Linked DNA regions of Mus musculus: all the other regions are linked to region 3. Evidence: chromatin contacts called from public HiChIP or PLAC-seq and promoter capture Hi-C data. All regions are on one chromosome and are shown on one strand. Each heading gives the region's core, a stretch centred on a gene start, on an enhancer-like site or on the middle of the called end of the contact. The rest is flanking DNA. Distances are from core to core; before and after follow the strand shown. Region 1 holds the start of Zfp9 (zinc finger protein 9). Region 2 holds the start of Zfp248 (zinc finger protein 248). Region 3 holds the start of Csgalnact2 (chondroitin sulfate N-acetylgalactosaminyltransferase 2).

Evidence for each region. Promoter capture Hi-C pulls out the DNA fragments that hold promoters and counts their contacts. HiChIP or PLAC-seq counts read pairs in DNA pulled down with a chosen protein or histone mark.
Region 1: a promoter capture Hi-C map of liver shows a contact between it and region 3, with 4 times the contacts expected there. The contact joins the promoter of Zfp9 here to the promoter of Csgalnact2 in region 3. A contact is called at or near these places in 6 of 39 promoter capture datasets (the C10 cell line, hippocampal neurons, liver and 2 more), 1 of 115 datasets of contacts at active chromatin or transcription factors (pancreatic cancer cells) and 2 of 9 other capture datasets (adipose tissue and pancreatic islet).
Region 2: a contact with region 3 is called in an HNF4G HiChIP or PLAC-seq map of pancreatic cancer cells. The contact joins the promoter of Zfp248 here to the promoter of Csgalnact2 in region 3. A contact is called at or near these places in 4 of 39 promoter capture datasets (the C10 cell line, pre-B cells and stem cell-derived epiblast-like cells), 8 of 115 datasets of contacts at active chromatin or transcription factors (bone marrow-derived macrophages, effector CD8 T cells, embryonic stem cells and 3 more) and 3 of 9 other capture datasets (adipose tissue, liver and macrophages).

Annotation. Positions count from the first base shown.
Region 1 is chr6:118,477,797-118,480,530 of GRCm38.p6, forward strand. It overlaps Zfp9 (zinc finger protein 9), which reads right to left and starts at 1,477. Exons shown (of 6, transcript NM_011763.2): 1 at 1,410-1,477.
Region 2 is chr6:118,454,022-118,456,825 of GRCm38.p6, forward strand. It overlaps Zfp248 (zinc finger protein 248), which reads right to left and starts at 1,485. Exons shown (of 6, transcript NM_028335.2): 1 at 1,395-1,485; 2 at 656-890.
Region 3 is chr6:118,137,778-118,140,758 of GRCm38.p6, forward strand. It overlaps Csgalnact2 (chondroitin sulfate N-acetylgalactosaminyltransferase 2), which reads right to left and starts at 1,363. Exons shown (of 8, transcript NM_030165.3): 1 at 1,246-1,363.

The DNA of each region.
Region 1 (2,734 bases), core at 227-2,726, 340 kb after region 3:
ATTTCTTCTCCCTAAATTACAGTTTCTCAAAGCAAAAAGAAAACGGAGCACTTCTTCAAGAACCTTACATGTGATCCATTTTCTCTTATATATGATTCCTTTTGGTTCTGTTGCTATGTCTGCTACCGGCATTGGGACTTAGTTTCAATGCTATTATTCTTAAAGTGAAAGGAATTAAATCATGGTGAATAACCCTCTGTGCAGCCTCCGGTCAAGCCTTGACAGCCACACAACAGGTTTAGATCCCTGTAATTGACTGGCCTCTCAAAACAGGCTGAAACAGGGGGGTGGGGTGAAATTAAATTACATCTTAATGAACTGTTGCATGGCTGCCAAATCTAGCTTTGAAACAAATGAAGCTTTGAAACAAAATTACCTTCAAAAATAGCAATTTGAAGCCACATGGAGTGAGGCACACTTCTAGCCCCAGCACTGTAAAGGCCGAGGCAGGCAGATAGCAAGATTAAGGCTGGTTTAAGCTATAGAACGAGAGCTAGACCAGCTTGGACTACATAGTGAGACATTATTTCAAATAAATACATAAATAAAGTCATTAATTAATTAGACAACAGTTTTAGTACCATATTCCCTAAAAAGGTATATCGTGTATATAGATTAAAAACAAAAACAAACAAACAAAAAACCAAATGCTTAATTCCAGTCAGCCGGGTGCATACCAAAGGCCTAATGTATAAGGCCAGATACAAATGCGCCAATCATCAGCCTTAGGAAATCTCCTTCGTAACAGAGAACACAAATGAACAACAGTTCTCATCTTTTAGATCTGTCTCTGCTGGACGGGGTGGCACACACCTGTAAACCCAGCATCCTGGAGGCTGAGGCAGGAGTTTCAACAGCTCCAAACTAGTCTGGAGCTCCAAGGCCAGATCGACACCCCACCCCCAATCTGTTTTACTTCTATTCCCTTAGAGGGTGAGTGTATATAATTCCCAGATTCTCAGGAAAATTTAATACTGAAAGACCTTTTTTTAAAAAGCAATACTGTACTTCCAAATAACTGTTCAACAGTCTAACAAAGGATAGCTGAGGGATATGGGGAGGGAGAGCCTTAATTAATCTCTCACACTAAGGGATCCAGAGGAGGCTGGAGGAGTTTTAGGAATAGAAGACTCCAGGTATGATCAAGTATGCTTCAAGGCTGTGTCCTCAGCGGCTGCACGGAAAGCAGACGCAGACAGGACTGCGTGGAAGAGACAAGCCCGGCAGAGTTAAACAATAGAGGATTACGACCACCCGCAGGTACTGGGTAAACCAAACAGCCTCTGTGAACAGCTTTGAGGGGCCCAGATGAAAGGACCTGGCTCTGCTGGAAAAGCAGCAGCCCGCCCTGCTTGTTCCACAGCACTCTGCAAGACTGCCCTGCTCCGTGCGCCCTGAGCGATTCTCACCTCGGTGACAGCGGCCTCCGCTGCAGATGCCCGGGGATGGCTGAGAAGCGGGAGGACGCCGACGTGGCGGGAGGACAAGGCGAGTGGGTGCCACGTCACCCGGGCGGTGGCTCAGACCCGCCTGCCTCCCGCTGATGTCCCCTCCTCTCCCCTCCCCTTCCCTCCCCTCCCCTCCCCTCCTCAGCCCGCCCAGCGCGCTCCTCCCGCCGCCGCCCCACAGGATCGCGTGCTCGCTCGCCCGCCCGCCCGCCGCAATCGGAGAACCCCTCAAATCGGGGGATGCCGCGGGGCTCGGTGTCCCCCGCAAGACGAAGGACAAAAGTTCCTCAGCTGACAGGCGAGGGCTCTGCCCATGCGCCTAACGGCCCTCCTTTCTGGACTACGCTTTCCAGAAGCCTCCGCGATGACTCCGTGTGTGATCACGTTATGAAGTTTGGCTCTGAGTACCTCACTGTTGAGCGCTGCGCTGCTTCCCTAAGGCCTGATCTTTAAGGGGATGATTGAACAAGCAATGGGCACCCTGCGGAGTTAGACAGAAGGCCGTCAGAGGGTGCGCAGTGTGTACGGTGGGGTAGCTTAAATACTTGAAGTTTACATCCAAGGAGCTTGCAATTTTGTCTTAGGATTACTACCTTTCAAAACTATGTAAACGATAACACGAAACGCGAGAAACTAAAAAAATATGTACAGTATATATAAACCAAAAGAATACACCAAGTAAAGTGCCCTACATGTTAGTCCCCGCCTCCCCCTGGCCAAATTTTTAAAGTTGTATCCTACCGATGCAGAATGCCATTCTTATCCTCTCACTAAGAACGATGTCCTGAATATGTAAAACAACTTGTATATGTCCTTGGCCATAACTTTAGTCCGCACTGTACTAACCTTAGAAATATGGAAATATTACATTCTTCATACGAAAGTTACAATTTTTACACATAAATGTATACATATAGCATATATGGTGCCAGAGCTTTTAAGATCAACGACTGAGCCCCGGGCAGCCATAAGGACTCAGACTCATTGACTGGTCCTCAAAAGGCCAACTTAAGAGACAAGGGGACCAAACAGCCTGCAAGGTTCAGGATAAAGGTATTGTTGGCACAGAAACACAGCTCTTGCCTCTAAGGGGATAACTCTAAGGGGTTATTGTGAACTGAACATAATGATGGTCCTGGAACATAGACTTAGGGCACCCCAAATTTCCTTTTCCAACGTGCAAGCTGCTTCCCGGGGCTGTTTTATTTTGTGTATATGGGTTTGGGCCTGCATGTCTGTGTATCATGTGGGAGACATGCATGATGAAGCCAGAAGGGGGCATCTGA
Region 2 (2,804 bases), core at 235-2,734, 320 kb after region 3:
GCTTGTTTTCCCTTAGCACCCAACTTACAGGAGAATTAAAAACATGAGACAATCTTTTTAATTCAGCAAATGATAATCTAAAGGAGGAAAGGCTATGGGCTTGTCCGGACTGATGATCAAGGAAAATGAGGGAGTGCGGAGACAGCGGTGGGAATCAGGAGGTTTTGTTAAATCTAACACCATTAATCCCTTGAAGTCAGGTAAGTCAAGGAAATGAACGGGGCTTTTAAGGCAAGATAAAAATTTCAAAATGTATTTGCTTACATTCCAAGTTGCTTGCTTACAATTCTCAAAACGATCGCTTGATAAGAAACTTGCACCTCAAAGAGACAAAATATACAGCCATCTGCAGGCCCCGGTTGTGTCACTAAAAACCTGCAAGATGTTGAGATTCTCAGGACCCACCTACACTACTGTCCGATGGAAACATATGGCCATAATAGCAAGCGTGTCCCTACATGCCACCTTCACATGAGTCAAGAGTCTAAGGGACCGCCTCTCCACAGTTAACCAGGTAGGAGGGATGCATAAGATGTGGAGGTAGGGGCAGTGATAGCAATTCCGGACCTGTGAGCCTTTCACTCCCAATCGTTTTCCAAGAACTAGCATTCCATGTGCAGCCTGTATGCACCCATCTCTCTCAACTCCAGCTCACCTCTCTCCTTAAACTTGTCCCAGACTTTCGGCGAGCACACAGTCTTCCATGGTTTCAGGACACTGTCATTTTCACAAAACACATGAGCGAGAACCAAATTCAGAACTGGGATCCCGGGTGTGTGAGGGGGCAGGAGGTTTGGTGGCTAGCTAACCACTTTCCTCTTCCACTCCAAACACTGCGCCCTAGGGACCAGTCCAAAGGCCCCCTGCGAGGGTGGGCTCCCTAGTAGTAGCTTAAAAATAAAAAAAAAAAAGAAAAAGAAAAAAGAAAAGAAAAGAAAATTGCAGCAAGTATTCGTAATAGTCACACTGTGCACAAAAGGAAACCGAGTCTCGGGTAGGTTATTCTGTCCCAGTAATTCATTCACTCGGGACCTGGCTTACCCGCTCGCCCCCCACATCCCAGCATCTAGCCCCAGCAGCCAGAGAACGGATGCGTCACCGCGTCACGCTCGCGCCATGCGTGAGTCAACTCCTCAGGGTTCCGCCCAACCACCCCGCATCTTCCCCGCCTAGTGGGCAAAATGCGCAGGCGTAGCACGAGCTAGAGGCCCTAGATTAGCTCTGCAGAAGTGCGGGACTATCCGGATCCCGCAAGCCCGAGCCATGGAGTCCCAGCGCACCCCGGCGTTTCCCCATACAGCCCTCCACCCCGCTGGTCCCTGGTTGCTGCCAACAGCGACCAGGATGGCCCGAGCTCCCAGAACCCTCCGCCCTTGATGCTGTCTAAGGCTCACCCGCCGCTCCTGCAGTGCACCGTGCCGAAGGCCAGGAGTTGTTTCCCAGGAGGTACGCGAGGCCACGGATGGACCAGGAGCAGGACTGCAGTTTGCGCATGCGCAGAGGAAGGGGCGGTGCGCCCAACGGTGCTCGTAGTGGGGTCTCCACGTCCAGTGTTGGAAGAAGGACTGTTGCCTGGAAAACGGAGTCAGCTCCTGTCTCACTCTGTATTGTAAAATGATGCTGTTGAAGGCGTCTAGAAACCAGGGTTACTTTATGTAAGAAGTAAAGGTGTTTGCAGTGTAAACACGACCTTGTCAGACTCATTTCCCAGGATGGGACTTTCTGGTACACCGCGACAGTTTTCTGTATCTTTATTCTATCTAGCGCCAGCCTTCTGTCACTACCCTGGGGACTGGGGATCAAATTAATATATTTTCTACACTCAAAAAGAAGGAAAGATGTGTTAAAAATTATGTTGGAATGTCAACTGGTGTTGGAATAGTTCAGGACTTGGTCACTTTGCTGAGATTTCATAGGCGTGGCTTCCCTGTCCTAGCTACAAGACACAATCTCACATCAGACTTCCCTATCCTCTGGCTCTTAAAATCTCTACCAGGTCTTCTGCAGCATTGCTCGAGCCTTAGGTGGAGGAGTGTTATATCAGTTGGGCTGAGAACTCTTCCCTCAGTTGCTCACTGTATTTTGACAAGGTGTGTCCTTCGGTAATGGTCTCTAACTGCTGTAAAAAGAATGTCTTTGTTAAGGGATGAGAGCTACGCTTACCTGTGGGTATAATGATACGTATAGGGAATGTAGTTATGAATTGTGCTACTTTGGGACAGTGGCAGTGGTAGGGTTTCCTATAAGATTCATGATCTCACTAGCCTCGTGCTATAGGCCTCGCTTCTCTCCTGGCATCCCAAGATGAAGAATTGCAGACAATCAGCAACTACACACACACACACACACACACACACACACACACAGAGAGAGAGAGAGAGAGAGAGAGAGAGAGAGAGAGAGAGAGAGAGAGAGAGAATTAGTCTTCCCCAGGGGTGAGCCCCATGAGTTGTTGTCCAATACCAAGTGGTCAGTCAGTCCCCAAAGGCATACACCTGCAGGCAACACTGAGGGATGCAGAAGTTTCTATTTGTGTGTGTGTGTGTGTGTGTGTGTGTGTGTGTGTGTGTGTGTGTGTAAAAAGAGTGGTTAAAGAAAAAAGGCTGTGGAGAAAGGGGAGTTAGATATAGGGTAGAGGTAGAAGGGAGGACAGGGAAGGGGAAAATTATGTAATATTTTAACTAACTAATTAGTTTGTGAATGTGAAACAAATTTATATAAAATCCTGGAAAGTAGTCTAAACTAAAAGATCATCATCATGAATATTCTCTGGATAAAAGAGAGAGAAGCCACAACCCTAGTGC
Region 3 (2,981 bases), core at 113-2,612:
TAATACACAAATCTGGAAGCACACATTCATGAACAGAAGAACAATCACATCACAGAATGGCACATTACACTATAAGAAAGAATTATCAACACCATACCATGATATGAATGATATCATATCAAAAAACACGAACAGTGACTTCCACAGCAATATTCTGAGAATACTATATATTAACTCCATTAACATGAAGCTTAAAATAGTCCAAACTAATGGCTGATGAAAGAAGTCAGAACTCTTAATGGGGAAGCAGGGGTAACCTATTTGGAAGAAGCAGAGCACTATGGGAATGTTGTACAATTAAAATCTGATGTGTGTAGCAGCAGACAAGGTAAGAAGCATGTAATGATTCACAGACAGTTCATTTTCATGCATTTGTTGACGTTTTTTTATATTTTATACCACTACAAAAGGAGTGTAGATGGATAAACAGTAATTTCTTAATTATCTGAAACTAAAGCTGGTTGTTTAATATCAACACTTCTAAGCCTCATATACTGAAAACACAACACCCTTTTTATATTCTTTTAGTCACATAATTTAAAAAAGATAGTAGCAAATATTCCCGAATATTATGCCATAAAACACCTTTTTATTACTTCGGAAATCAGAGGTGCTTTTTTAAATGCACCTTTAAGAGATGGCATTAATCCCCAAGGTATTAAAGGCCCAGGGGCCTTCAGTGGCATGAACTGTCAGGACACTGCATGTACATTTCAAAAACAAGCTAAAGCACACCTTCAGATTTAATGAGGACTTAAGAAGAAAAGCGTTAGATTTGTAACCAAACTGTCATGCCGCCAATGTCATCATCACAAACACAAGTACCGCTGTGGTATTTGACAAATTACCCAGCCAGTTGCTCAGAAATGCAGGAATTTTCTAAACTATCTGGTCCTTCTGACAGTTCTCCGTTTTTGGTTTTTATCCAGGTTCCGGCGATCATCAATTCCTACTCCAAGAGCATCTTTTAAAGGGGAGCGTTTTGTCAGAGGCAGGAGGGCTGCTGCCAGTGGGCGCGTTCAACCCCACAGTAAAAAGTTTAGCCACTCAGCAGAGATGATGACGAGGAGGTTAAAAAAAAAACCTGACACGCAAACCAGCGGTCCCTGGCAGCAGCGGTCTCCAAAACGGGACCAGCCTCGGGAGGGCGCGTCAAGGAAGCGCCGCGCCCAGCGGCGTCCCGGAGGGCTCGTCCGAGGGGACCGGCCGCTGCCCAGAGGCGCGGCAGGACACGGCGGTACTCACCGCGCCCGCCGCTCAGCGTCGCCGCCTCTGGGGACCTGCACACCTGGCCAGCGCCCTGCGCGGGGCCGGCCCGGCGCGCCGCCGCGGAGCACCGCCACTTCCGGCGCGCGCGAGGAAATGAGGGAAATGAGGCTGGGTTGCTGTGGCGCGCCCGCCTCCGCGGTCAGGCCCCGCCCTCCACAGCCAGACTCCGCCCTCCAGGGCCAGACCCAGCCCACCGCAGCCGGGCTCCGCCCTCCACACTGCCAAGTCCCGCCCTCCAGGGCCAGGCCTTTCTCTTTCCAGCTAGGACACGCCTATTCCTCCCTCTTCTGTCCTGTGCCCTGCACAGAAAGCTCCACAGATGACAGTTGATTCATCTAAAAACAAACAAACAAACAACAACTGAGATGGGTGCTCAAGCCCTGTGGGATAAATAGCCTGGGAACATCATGCCTTAGAGACACTTAACTAGACACGCATGTGGCTAATCGTCACATAAGTGCTAACCTGGCAGAGCTGACTAGCGGGGAGGCTGAGGATAGCCAACATGCCTTCTGCTCAGGGAAGATCGGTACTGAACACTGAAGAGGTCCTTACGTGTTTTTACTTAAAATAAATAATTCCATTTGCTGCATGTAAAGTACCGTGTGTGTGTGTGTGTGTGTGTGTGTGTGTGTGTGTGTGTGTGTGAAGTCTAGCCTTTTCAGAAAAGCACACACTGGCAAAGTTGGAAAGAGACTGGATATGCAGTCAGCAAGCCTATCTTAGAAGTAGGTGATCCAGACCGTTAAAGTTTTCAGGATTTCCCTTGTGGCATTAGAGGAGAACATCTGGGCAGAAGATATCTCAACAACTGTCAGCCAATAGAGCCAGCTGTGGTCAGGAACAAAGTGTCTCCCTTGGACAGCTGCTTCTTTAGGACGCACCTTGAAGTCCCCTCAGACATCCATCTTCTCTAGTACAATCACAAAAGACAGTCCACGTGGGTTAGCTGCCTGCTGTCTACCAGCCACAGTCCTAAGTATGAGTGCAGGGAGGCAGGAGAATTCTCTCCTAGGAGACTTGGAACATGGGGACCTTTAGCAAATGGTTAAGTGCCCAGCACTGCTAAATTTCCAAGATAAGGCAAAAATTCTCTAATGTATTAATAAAGTAGATATAAATGGCACCTCACTGAAATCTTAGCGAGCCACGATGCCAGACTCCAGCTTTGGCACTGTTAGTCCAAGCCCACATCTACTGTGTGCCTACGTTACACTTGACATTTCATTAACAGTTTCTGAGAAGTCCCCAGAAGCCAGGTGTGACATCTGCCTATAGTCCTAGCACTCATGAGGCTGAGACAGAAAAATGATATTTTTCAGGCCTTCCTGGATTACTTAGTAAGTTCCAGGGCAGCCTGGGATATACATTGAGCCCTTATCTCAAACAAAAAGAAAGTCCACAGATGTAGGGACCTTTCGAATGTGCCCTCTAGACTCATGTTCAGCCATAGAGATGCTTGGATTTTCCTTAGGGACACTTTAAATAGGATGGGGACTATGGCGGAAAGAATGAGAGAGACCTCCCCTGCAGTTTCTGGCATCTCAGTACCAAACATGGGCTCTAACTGAACTTGTGAATGTAAAGTCTCCAAAAAGACAAATAAATGTCCCCAGTAACCAAATTCAAGCACACCCCACTTTTTAGAACCCTGCAACCCATCTACTTCAGGCATTTCGTTTTTTTCTTTCTTTTCTAGCCTCACAGATGCT